2 separate regions of the Rattus norvegicus genome follow, and region 1 is linked to region 2. The links are chromatin contacts, called in public HiChIP or PLAC-seq maps. All regions are on one chromosome and are shown on one strand. The core of a region is the stretch at or near the end of the contact, and the rest is flanking DNA. Distances in the headings are between cores, read along the strand shown. Region 1 has its middle 340 kb from the start of Trnav-aac35. Region 2 has its middle 460 kb from the start of Insc.

Region 1 (4,760 bases), core at 539-3,038, 160 kb after region 2:
GTGCGTGTACAAGGTAGAGGACAACTTTCAGGAATTGTGTTTTGGCTTTTTTTTCCTTCTACCATGTGGATCCTGGGGAATCAAATTCAGGGTTGGTAGCAAATGCCTTGTCCACTGAGCCATCTCCCCATCCTTGATGTCAAATCATATGTCTACTACCATCTATGCAACATTGGACAAATTATTTAACTTCTGGCCCTCAATACCTTCATCAGGAAAAATGAGTGTAGTCACATAAGCTGTAGCCTGACGTTTGTGGGGAGGGGTTAGGGGAGAGTGAATGAGTTAAAATATGTGGAAAGAGGAAAATACACACTCCTCAAGTTTAAACTCTACAAGGGTGTAGGGTCCTTCCTACCTGTTTTGTGTCCTTCTCTATCCATAGGAGAATGATAGGAGTTTCCCTCAGATGAGTGAGGGGCAACAATTTATATTTATTCACTCACTCCCAGCTTACTTTTAAAAAATGACCCTTCCTGATGCACAGTAAAGCCAACACAGTGAAACCAGAACATCAAAGCCATGAGTCAGGAAGCAGCAAGCTAAGGGAGATGTGCTTGCCCTCAGAGCCACCCAGGCACAGAACTAAGCCGCCTCAGAGCGGTCCTCTAGCCCTGATGGCCAGGGTCTCATCTGAGAGTCAGAATTAGAATTGCTGGCTTTGATAGGACTTGGCAGCTCACTCTCTAGCCTTGTCTTAAACCATAGTTTTTCAAAGTGTAAAGATTCTACCCGAGGAGCTAAGTCTCCTTGTGGGACTAGAACCCGTGCTGGAAGGACATGAAGACAAGAGCAAATTGATTTTCAGTTCTCTCAGCATGCTACAGTGCACACATGTGGAACTCTGACTCAAGATCGAGAACACTACTACAGGAGGATATCTCCTAAGCCATGCAACAATGAAGGAAAAAGATATGCTACAATCTTATCTAAGAAAGCATAGCCTTCTGCAAGAATTATAGGTTGGAATGTTCCTTTTACCATGAAGAAGATTAACCAGTGTCCATGAGGATAAAATTCCTAACTGATGGGAAGAATATAGAAAGGGTTGAGAGACTATAGCATGTAGCCCAAAAGTAAAGCTAAGAAGACAGGCAGAGATGAGAGGTAGAAGGGGTGAATGCTGACACCTCCTGACATCGGTCCATGGCTGCTCAGTCACAGCTTTATACCGCCGAGTCAGGATGCAGCCACAGCATGCTTCTCAACCAGTGACCCAGGCAACAACTCTCAAGATCTCCGACTGGACAGAGGATGGAATTCAAGTTCTCTTACACACATACTCCAATGTTATACATGTAAGCATATCTGTATCTAACACATACACAATTATTTATACACATACACCAATGGTATACATCTGAGCATATCTGTGTCTAATACATATGTATGTCAATGACATAAGTTAGCATATCTCTCTAAATATATATAAAGCATATAAATGCCAATGTGTATATATGTGCACATTGTCTGTATCTCACTCGGATCTGTGTATATTTGTTTGGTTATATATATGTACATAAATGTAAAGATTTGGCCAGAAGAGCTAAAACCTATAGCAGAAAATAAGTCTAGAGAGCATGGCAGGACCAAATTACAGAAAGCCCTGTGCTGCAACCAAGAACAGAAACAATGGATATGCTGGTGTGCCCCCCAGGTTCGGCCCGTCTTCTCACACTGAGAGGATAGCCATGGGTTTTGTGGGCAGCAGACCTCACAGTAACACACATACACTGAACTGTAGGAGTTGAAGCCATCCCTGCCGAGGATTTCCGCCCTTCATCTGGGCCATAATCCACCTCCCAGGCCACACAGTGCCTGGCTTGTGCTTAAACAAGGCACGCACTGTACCAGTGTTCTCACATCACGCTGCGGGAAGGCAAACAGAGCTGGGGACCTATGCCAAGGTTTTCAAAGGCTGCCCTGAAACGTAAATGTGGCCTCTGTACATTCTTCGGGCGATGCTGGGGATCATCTCTGTGGTACCAGGGCCAGCACAATTACCCTATTACTACCCGATGGCGGCTCCTGATGAATGCATCTCTGTGATGGTTCCATTTAACCTGACGACAGGAAAAGGAAAATCTATGGAAGGGGGCACGGGGCAGAGTCCCATGAGCTCATGTCTAGTGGGGAAAGCTAAAGGCATGTGAAGGCTGGGGGGGGGGGGGTGAGTGGATTGCATTGTTTGTGGCTTCAAAGCCAATGCTATCCCTCTTCCTCCAAGGACCTCCATGCTCAGCCTCAATGTGTGGGGACATCTACCAGCTGGAATTCAGTGGAACAGGGGCCACAAAGTGATCAGGATGTACGTCTGTGTACCCTGGGCTGAATCAATCTCTCTCTCTCTCTCTCTCTCTCTCTCTCTCTCTCTCTCTCTCTCTCATGTGTGTGTGTGTGTGTGTGTGTGTGTGTGTGTGTGTGTGTGTGTGTGTGTGTGTATGACATCATGGAAGGGAGTAAATTTAAATAAAAGATGCACACAGTTCTTGAAAGAGCAGGTAAAGAGAATATAAAAGTCAGTTAAAGTCCAGAGTAGAACTAGCCACTTAGGTTTTCTGTGCCTCAGGCTCCACATCATCAAATAAAGGAATAATGGTATCTCTGGAAGGTGCTTCAGAGGGCAGTGAAATACTCTCCTACTCACTACCACAAGTAGGAAAACTGGGGAAGAAAGGCTCTCAGGACACTCGGGTCTCATCTAATCTGGCTTCTGAACCAGCTGTCCCCCCGACGCCCCCAAAACCTCTCAGAGCTTGAAGCAACGCAGTTAAATGGGGACACATGCCAAGGGCAGCAAACAAACAGACGGGAGGCACTATGGTGGCCAGCGTCTGTGGAATGCGTCTTCTCCTGACTCTGTGAGGGACAATGTGGTCTGTTACTATTTCTTCTGGGTCCATCTAGTTCATCTCTGTGGATTTTCTCATCCCTCCCAGAGTCATGGCAGATCCAGAGAACTGGAAAGAAATCAGCTTTGATGAGTATAGGAAGAGCCTTGAACCTTAGGGAAAGTGTGGTAGTGGTGTCTGACCAGCAAGAGCAAGACTGAGCCCTGCGTTTAGAGGGATCCGGAAGTAGAAGCTGAGTCTGGCCCTGGGAAGGCTATTTCTCCAGGTCAATGTCATGGGGAAGGGCCCAGCAGGTTAAAGCAGAAATACTTAAAAGTATGGAAAGTACTGGAAATTTGCAGGGAAAGCAACCAGGAGCGGCTGGCCTTTTCATCTCACAGCTTCACCGTAAGCCTTCTTTGTGTAGCATGGCAGTCACTTTTCTCATTGACGGGACAAGTAAGCAACCTAAGAAAGGGTTTGTTTTGACTTGTGGATTAAGAAGGGATGCAGTCTGTTATACAGAGGAAGAAATGACAGCAGGGTGTGAGGCAGCTGGTCATTCTATGTGTGGTCAAGAGACGGAGAGCAGCAGGAGGTAAGACTGGACCATGACCCTCCAGGCCCTCTCCTGGTGACCCACCCCCTCCGGCAGGGCTCCATCTACCTACTGAGGTTCCACACTTTCCACCATCTAAGATGTTTTATACTCAAAACACAGCAGGTAGCAACATTCACATCCACTGCTCAGTCCCTGCTGCCAGACTCTTAATCTACCTGGCTCGAATTGGATGAACCCACCTTATCTAGCTCCAGGAGAAACATGTGGTCTCTGGCTCAGTCAATGAGAATGCTTCACTCCTATGCCAGGGTGACTGATTTAGGGATAGATGTGCCCTTGGAGGTGACCCAGGGAGCCTCACAAACAAGCTTTCTCTGAAAGGCTACAGAAGAGAAACTTTCTACTGGCCTTGCTGGGCTGATGGGGTCAAGGGCTATTCATGTGAGTGGGACTGAATTACCTTGAAAAGGGAGGCACCACAAACAAATGTCACTCTGGGAGCTAAAAGGGGAAGTTCTCAACCTCATTTGGAGTCCTTACTCCAGCCGCACCTTCAGGTGACAGCTGCTAGATGCTGGGTGACTTCACTCTTCAGTACAAAGGCCAATGGTTGATTTTGTAAATATGTGTGTCTCTTCTGCACTTGACCTAGGGGAGAAATATCCGCATTTATTTCATACTCAAGCCAGATTGACTCAAACATCTGTCACTCACATCTCTAAGAATCCAGCCCAGTCCAGATAAATAGTGGCCATCAGCCACCACTGAGGGAGGGCGACAACGGGAGCCTTACCTGCCAGAAAGAGGTAACGATGAAACCTAGAGAGGAGTCCAAGAGTCCCAGACTTCTTCAATGAAAATGCAGTTATTGTAGCTGGAGAAACAGTTTCCTGCCAATGGGAGAGGACCTGGGCTGGTAGAACCAGCAAAGCTGCCTTCTGCTCAAAGACCATAAGAACCATGGGGCCAATCGGCAGTGAGTGCGGGCGGATGGGTGAATTCAGCTCTTTCCTGTCCTGGTACTGTGTATTTGAGCCTCCTGCTGGGCCAAGTAGTGACTTTGCAGGCCCTGAGGAATTCTCATCATTTCCCAGGGGCCTTTCAGCTTGGGTTTGGCTCCTATGCCAAGGCTCTGACAGCTTTATTAGCACCTATAATTCAATGTGAGCATCGATGTGTTGGGAAACACTTTGGGGCTATCTGTTAAAGTCAGTTTAATTCCCTCTCAAATGCCTCTTTGTTTGCCAAAGTGCCAGGCAGAAGACTTCCAGGTAGGCGGGGTGATGAGCTCCAGACAGGGATCAGCGGGACATGTCTGCCTAGAGCACAAGTCACTTTGCTGGGGGCTGATGTCATTTCCAGTTAGT
Region 2 (5,069 bases), core at 1,153-3,652:
TGTATGTCAGCTCTGGCCAGTGTCTGGAACCCTCTTCTTTGCCTTCTTCACTTCTTAACTCCCTTATCTCTCTTTTGCTTTTTCTTGATCTCTTCTTCCCATGTCTCATCTCATCTCATGTGAAGTCTTTTCCACTTCTCTGTTTGTTTAGTTATTCTATTGGTTAGGCTCCACAATGAGCTTCATTACGACATATTTATATGTCTATATCTTACCTTGTCCCCGAACTCATATCTCACTTCCCAACTAACTCCCACCTACCTTCATGTCTGTGTGCATAAACTAACGAGTTTAATTGGGGCGACGTATAGGAGCATGGGTGAGTGGCTATTTTACAGGAGCTTGGGCACTTACCAGTGACTATGCCACTGAAGGAAAGATTTCTCTCTCCTCCAGCAACTGCTAGTCTTTGAGACAAGGTCTTGCCATGTAGCACAGCTTGGCCATAAACTCCAGATTCTCTTGTCTCGGCCTCAAGATTGCTGGTATGGACAGAGCACACCAGGCCTGGTCCAGTTTGTTTTTCTTTCATCTCTTATTTTTATAATCAAGTCTATCGAACGGTACTTCACATGCAATGCAATCCACTCCCTCTGAGAATGCAGATCAATGAGCTTTGCCTTGTATGTGCATGCCCTCAGCATCCTCTGATATGCACCTTCAAGACTGAGATCATGTCTGTTCCCCTTCATAGCCAATGTCCTCCCTATACCACCACTTGCCTTCCTTCATCCTTCAAGTTTGCACCGGTCCACCCACTACACAGACACCTCTCATTCAGAGCGCTCTGCTGCCCCCATCTGCAGAAGTCCCCCACCCCACACTTCCTTCAGAGACCTTGGATATCCTTGCTTTAATATTCATTGCATTTTTACATCTATTAGTTTGGGTTGTTTTGAATACAGAATCTCATTCACTATATAGCCCTTTCATTCCCTATGTGGCCTTGAATTCCGAATGTAGACCAGGCTGGCCCGCAACCTGCTGCAATCTTCCTGCCTCTGCCTCCCAAGTACAGAAGTTGTAGGAATGCGGCCCTATGGCTAACTTACTCGTCCTGTCTTCGCCAAACCCTATAAACTCTGCGAGAGAAAGGTCTCAGAGCACAGTGTGCAGCACATTTACTGAATGAATGGTTAGACGGATACCTGGTACTACTTCCGCCTATGTAGGTAGCTGTGGCTTTGTGACTGAGTCAGAAATTACTTGAGCACTTAGGGAGCTCAAAGGCAAATGGAAATCTTGTGATAGTATGCAGATAATCCGAGGCTTGTACAATCCCCTTACTGTGCATTTATAAAGCACCTACTGAATTCTAGGCTCGTTCCAGGTCCTTCATATATAGTTACTCATTTCATACCATGACCAATGGTATGGAAAGCATGATCATTTGGGATTTAAAGATGAATAATATTGAGTATTGTACAAAAGGGTTAAATAGCTCCTGGCTAGCCAGAGTGCAGTCCGATACAGTAATAATTTAAAGATGAAGTTTTATCTGGTTCCAGAAAGAGAGAAGAGAAAGACCCTGAGGAAAGAGAGAAGGGCCATGAGGAAAGAAGGTAGAGAGACCATGTGGAAGACTATGAGACAGAGGGTCCAGGAGGAGTCCTGATGAGCAGGTCACCAAGGGATGATTTGCCATCAGTTGGCCACGAGAGAACACACATGAGGCAACACTTGGACCAAAGCAAGATGGCGAGAATCAAATGGAAGGTAAAGAACCGTGTGACTGGGAAATAGATAGCTTAGAGGGTTAGGATAGATGAAGATCTGTCCAGTCACAGTGCTTAAAGCTTGCTAATAAACTTAACAGATCTTTGTGTCAATTATTTGGGAGCTAGAACAGGTTCCTGTTCACATAAGGCTTCGTCTGTAAATTACTACTACAGTCAGGGCTCAGGGCCCAAATAGCACTTGTAATTTTAAGAGGAAGTAACGTTAGGGGAAGTAAAAGAGAAAAAGGCTGAAGGCATGCCCTGGCCAGGGAGGTCAGACTCCAGCACCGATTAAGATCTAATACCCAGGAAATCAGAAATAGGACCATTCACTGTAAGTCTTACATCCGATTCTTTCCGAGGAGACTTTCAACTCCAGGGGAAGAGTTTTCAGACCTCCCAGGTGTCACCCAAATAAGACATGGCACCAGAAGTTTAAGAGGTCTGGTTGAACTGTTTCCATTACAGTGCAACTCTGGAACACTCTGGAAACTCCGGCTTCAAGCAGGTGCACCCCAGAGTTGCTACTCTGTCTCCCCAAGGACACTTCCAAGAGATTTGCAGTTCCCATCTGTGGACAGTAGGTGGCAGTAGGTCGTGAGAAATGTGGGTTCTCCTGGGCCCTGGCTGTGGAGACCTAGCCTGCAGAAAAACGTGGCTGGGCTTGAGTTGCGCCTGGGAGCGCACCCCCCCCCCGGGGGGGGGGTGGCGAGAGCCGCACTGGCCAGGTCAGCGAGGACTTTGCTGGGTGGGGGCTCCGTTGGGTCCTGGCATCCCTGCAGCGTTGTAGTCATGGGGAGTTCCCAAAGAGGGCCCAACCCATCCTGCCTCCCCCATCAGACCTTGTGCCAGGCGTGGATTTCCCTTGCCTGGGGCTGACAACCTGTTTTTGTTGTTGTTTGGTGAAGGGAGAAGCACAAAAATTTACTTTATATTTTCGAAACTAAAGAATAAACTCTGGTTCAAGGGGACTTGGCTGCATCCACATAGCTCACGTCTGGCTGCACGGAGGTGAGGTGTGTATTTTTTCCCCCGTGGTACCAACGCCTGATGGGGTTCCCTGGTGGAGACACCTGTTTTAGCCAGACCTCTGGCCTGCACTTACTGCAAGGATCTCCTGGCGCTGCTGTCTTGGCATTAGCAGCAGCCAGCTTTGCACCACTTGGATTCAGCGTGTCCCAGCAGGGCAGTGGCTGAGAAGCTGCAAATTCTCTTCCCATTCCCTCAGGACCTGGCCTCTCGACTCCACCAGGACCTGGGCATTAGCCTGCTCAGGCTGGGTCTAGACCTCTGAATACTCTTCCAAACACCTGCATAAACCCTGCCATCCTCCCTTTTATCCCTTCCACATTGAAAGAGTCTCCCCCCACCTTTTTATTTTTTACGGGCAAACTCTTACAATTGCCCTAAGGCAAGTGGAGACTGAACATGGAGATCTCTGGGTGAATATCAGTGCCTGGCCTCAAACCCCTGGCTTGAGGCATCCTTCACCTCCCACCCTCTGCCTGCCGACAGACAACAGGGGTGTTACTGTTGCCGGGGCTCCTTGGGCAAGCCAGCCAAGGAAGCACAGACAGCCCCAGTGCCTCTTTCTCTCTCGCTCAGTGGGCAAATTAATTCACGCTATCTTTACATTCTGTATAATGCTGCATGATTTTATTTTGCTTCATTCCCGAAATCTTTTACAGTAATTAGTAGCCGAGTAAAATATAAAAATTAATGCAATATAACACTTTAATGGTAATAATACACCATCCTGTCTAATTAATAAAATCTGTTGTTTCCAAGCACGATTATTTATTTGACAAATTGATGGCACACATCCTGTTCATACCCCCTTTCCAGGCTCCCATCCTTTCAGTTTATTGAATAAAATTGTATCAGGAAAATAAACAGATTGTCTTCTGACCTGACAAGCAAGCGAGAAACAACCCCTCACTCATACAGCCCTAATTGTTCTCAACAATATTCACTAACATGCATCGAGAGGACGTGGAAATGAAGCCTGATTTCCTAGTTCCTGTATTTTTCCATTTAATTTAAATCTTTATAATTGTGCCTTCTGATTTTAGGGACTGGGGACCTCGCCTGTTGGAGGGGCTGAGCTTTATCACTGTGGGCTGTCATTCTGATAGCCTTAACAAGCGGGGATGGTTCCCACTCTGGAGAGAGATCAGAGTGGAGATCTGGGCTGCTGTGAGCCGTGGCAAAGCACATGGAAGTCACCTCTAATGCAACAGAAGAGGACCAGATCCCAGGACAGTCATATCGGAGGATTGTCATTAGGGGTTGAAAGGGACATGGAAGAAGGGGTTCAGGACAGGATGCTGAGGCTTGGGAATGCATGCAGGTAGGAGTGGAGTAGGGAACAAAGTCCAGTCCGAGCGTGTGCCACTGGGACGGAGTGCTGATCTAATTACAGACCCACTCCGTGCATGCTCCCTGTGTAAGACAGGACGTTTATATGCTAAGTGTGAAAACATGAAAGCCTCAAGCTATAAATAGAACCTCGGAGACGGAGACACATACACAGAGGAAGAGAAGGCAGAAAGAGGAAGTAAAAGTGAGATTCGCCACTCTCAGGTTAATTTCTAGCATTTTTCTCTGAAAGAAAAATGATGTGATGTGATCGGTGTTCAGAAAGAGCCCCCGTCACCAGCTTTTAAGCTACATTTTCTGCAAGAGAAAAGCCCTCAAGTGCACACAGGTGAGGACTCATCCCCTCTGGTGAAGTGGCTTCTATACCAGAGAGAGGTACACACAGAGACACAGAGTGCAGCCGGTGTGAGCATGACAGATGAACACGTGCCCTGTGGAGTCCACACCACGGAATCAACACAATCCTGCCCTGCCTGGAATGCCCAGGATGTTGTACTGGGCCACTATAGTAACAACGTCTTTCCCTGAGGTCAGTGCGAGAGTCCGGTGTCGCTGACCCTTCCTTGCCATTTCCTCCTGATCTGCATCCTCATCTTCACCACTATTTTACACCAAAGCCTTATTTTAATAATCCTTACAATAATGATGATCAAAAGCTTAAATAAGATTTATCCACGCAGAGGCCACTGAAACCTCTGGCTAACACCCAAGTACACAGAAGGTGATCAATAAATGCCACGCAGACCATCACCTTCTACTTTATGCTGCCTACAAATTATTTCATGGCATAAGTTACTATCCTTACCCATTTTGTAAAGGCAGCACCATCTCCTTCTAGATGGAAACCGTGGGTTGTTCAATGAAAATTAAAGGTATTTGTTGAACTATTTTGGAGACTCCAAAATTGTTTAGCTTAAAGACATTTCACTGAGACCTCAATAGTAACTCAGAGAAAGACCTAATTGTTATCAC

Evidence for each region. HiChIP or PLAC-seq counts read pairs in DNA pulled down with a chosen protein or histone mark.
Region 1: a contact with region 2 is called in an H3K27ac HiChIP or PLAC-seq map of oligodendrocytes, with 12 times the contacts expected there. The contact joins two enhancer-like sites. A contact is called at or near these places in 6 of 12 Hi-C or Micro-C datasets (Schwann cells, frontal cortex, hepatocytes and 3 more) and 1 of 1 datasets of contacts at active chromatin or transcription factors (oligodendrocytes).

Annotation. Positions count from the first base shown.
Region 1 is chr1:179,051,448-179,056,207 of GRCr8, forward strand. No RefSeq gene overlaps it. Among named protein-coding and RNA genes, the nearest start is that of Trnav-aac35, 340 kb to the right of the region's middle. Within about 2 kb of position 1,789, at least 8 of the 93 cell types and tissues checked have an H3K27ac peak or open chromatin away from gene starts, as enhancers often do.
Region 2 is chr1:178,888,784-178,893,852 of GRCr8, forward strand. No RefSeq gene overlaps it. Among named protein-coding and RNA genes, the nearest start is that of Insc, 460 kb to the left of the region's middle. Within about 2 kb of position 2,403, at least 56 of the 93 cell types and tissues checked have an H3K27ac peak or open chromatin away from gene starts, as enhancers often do.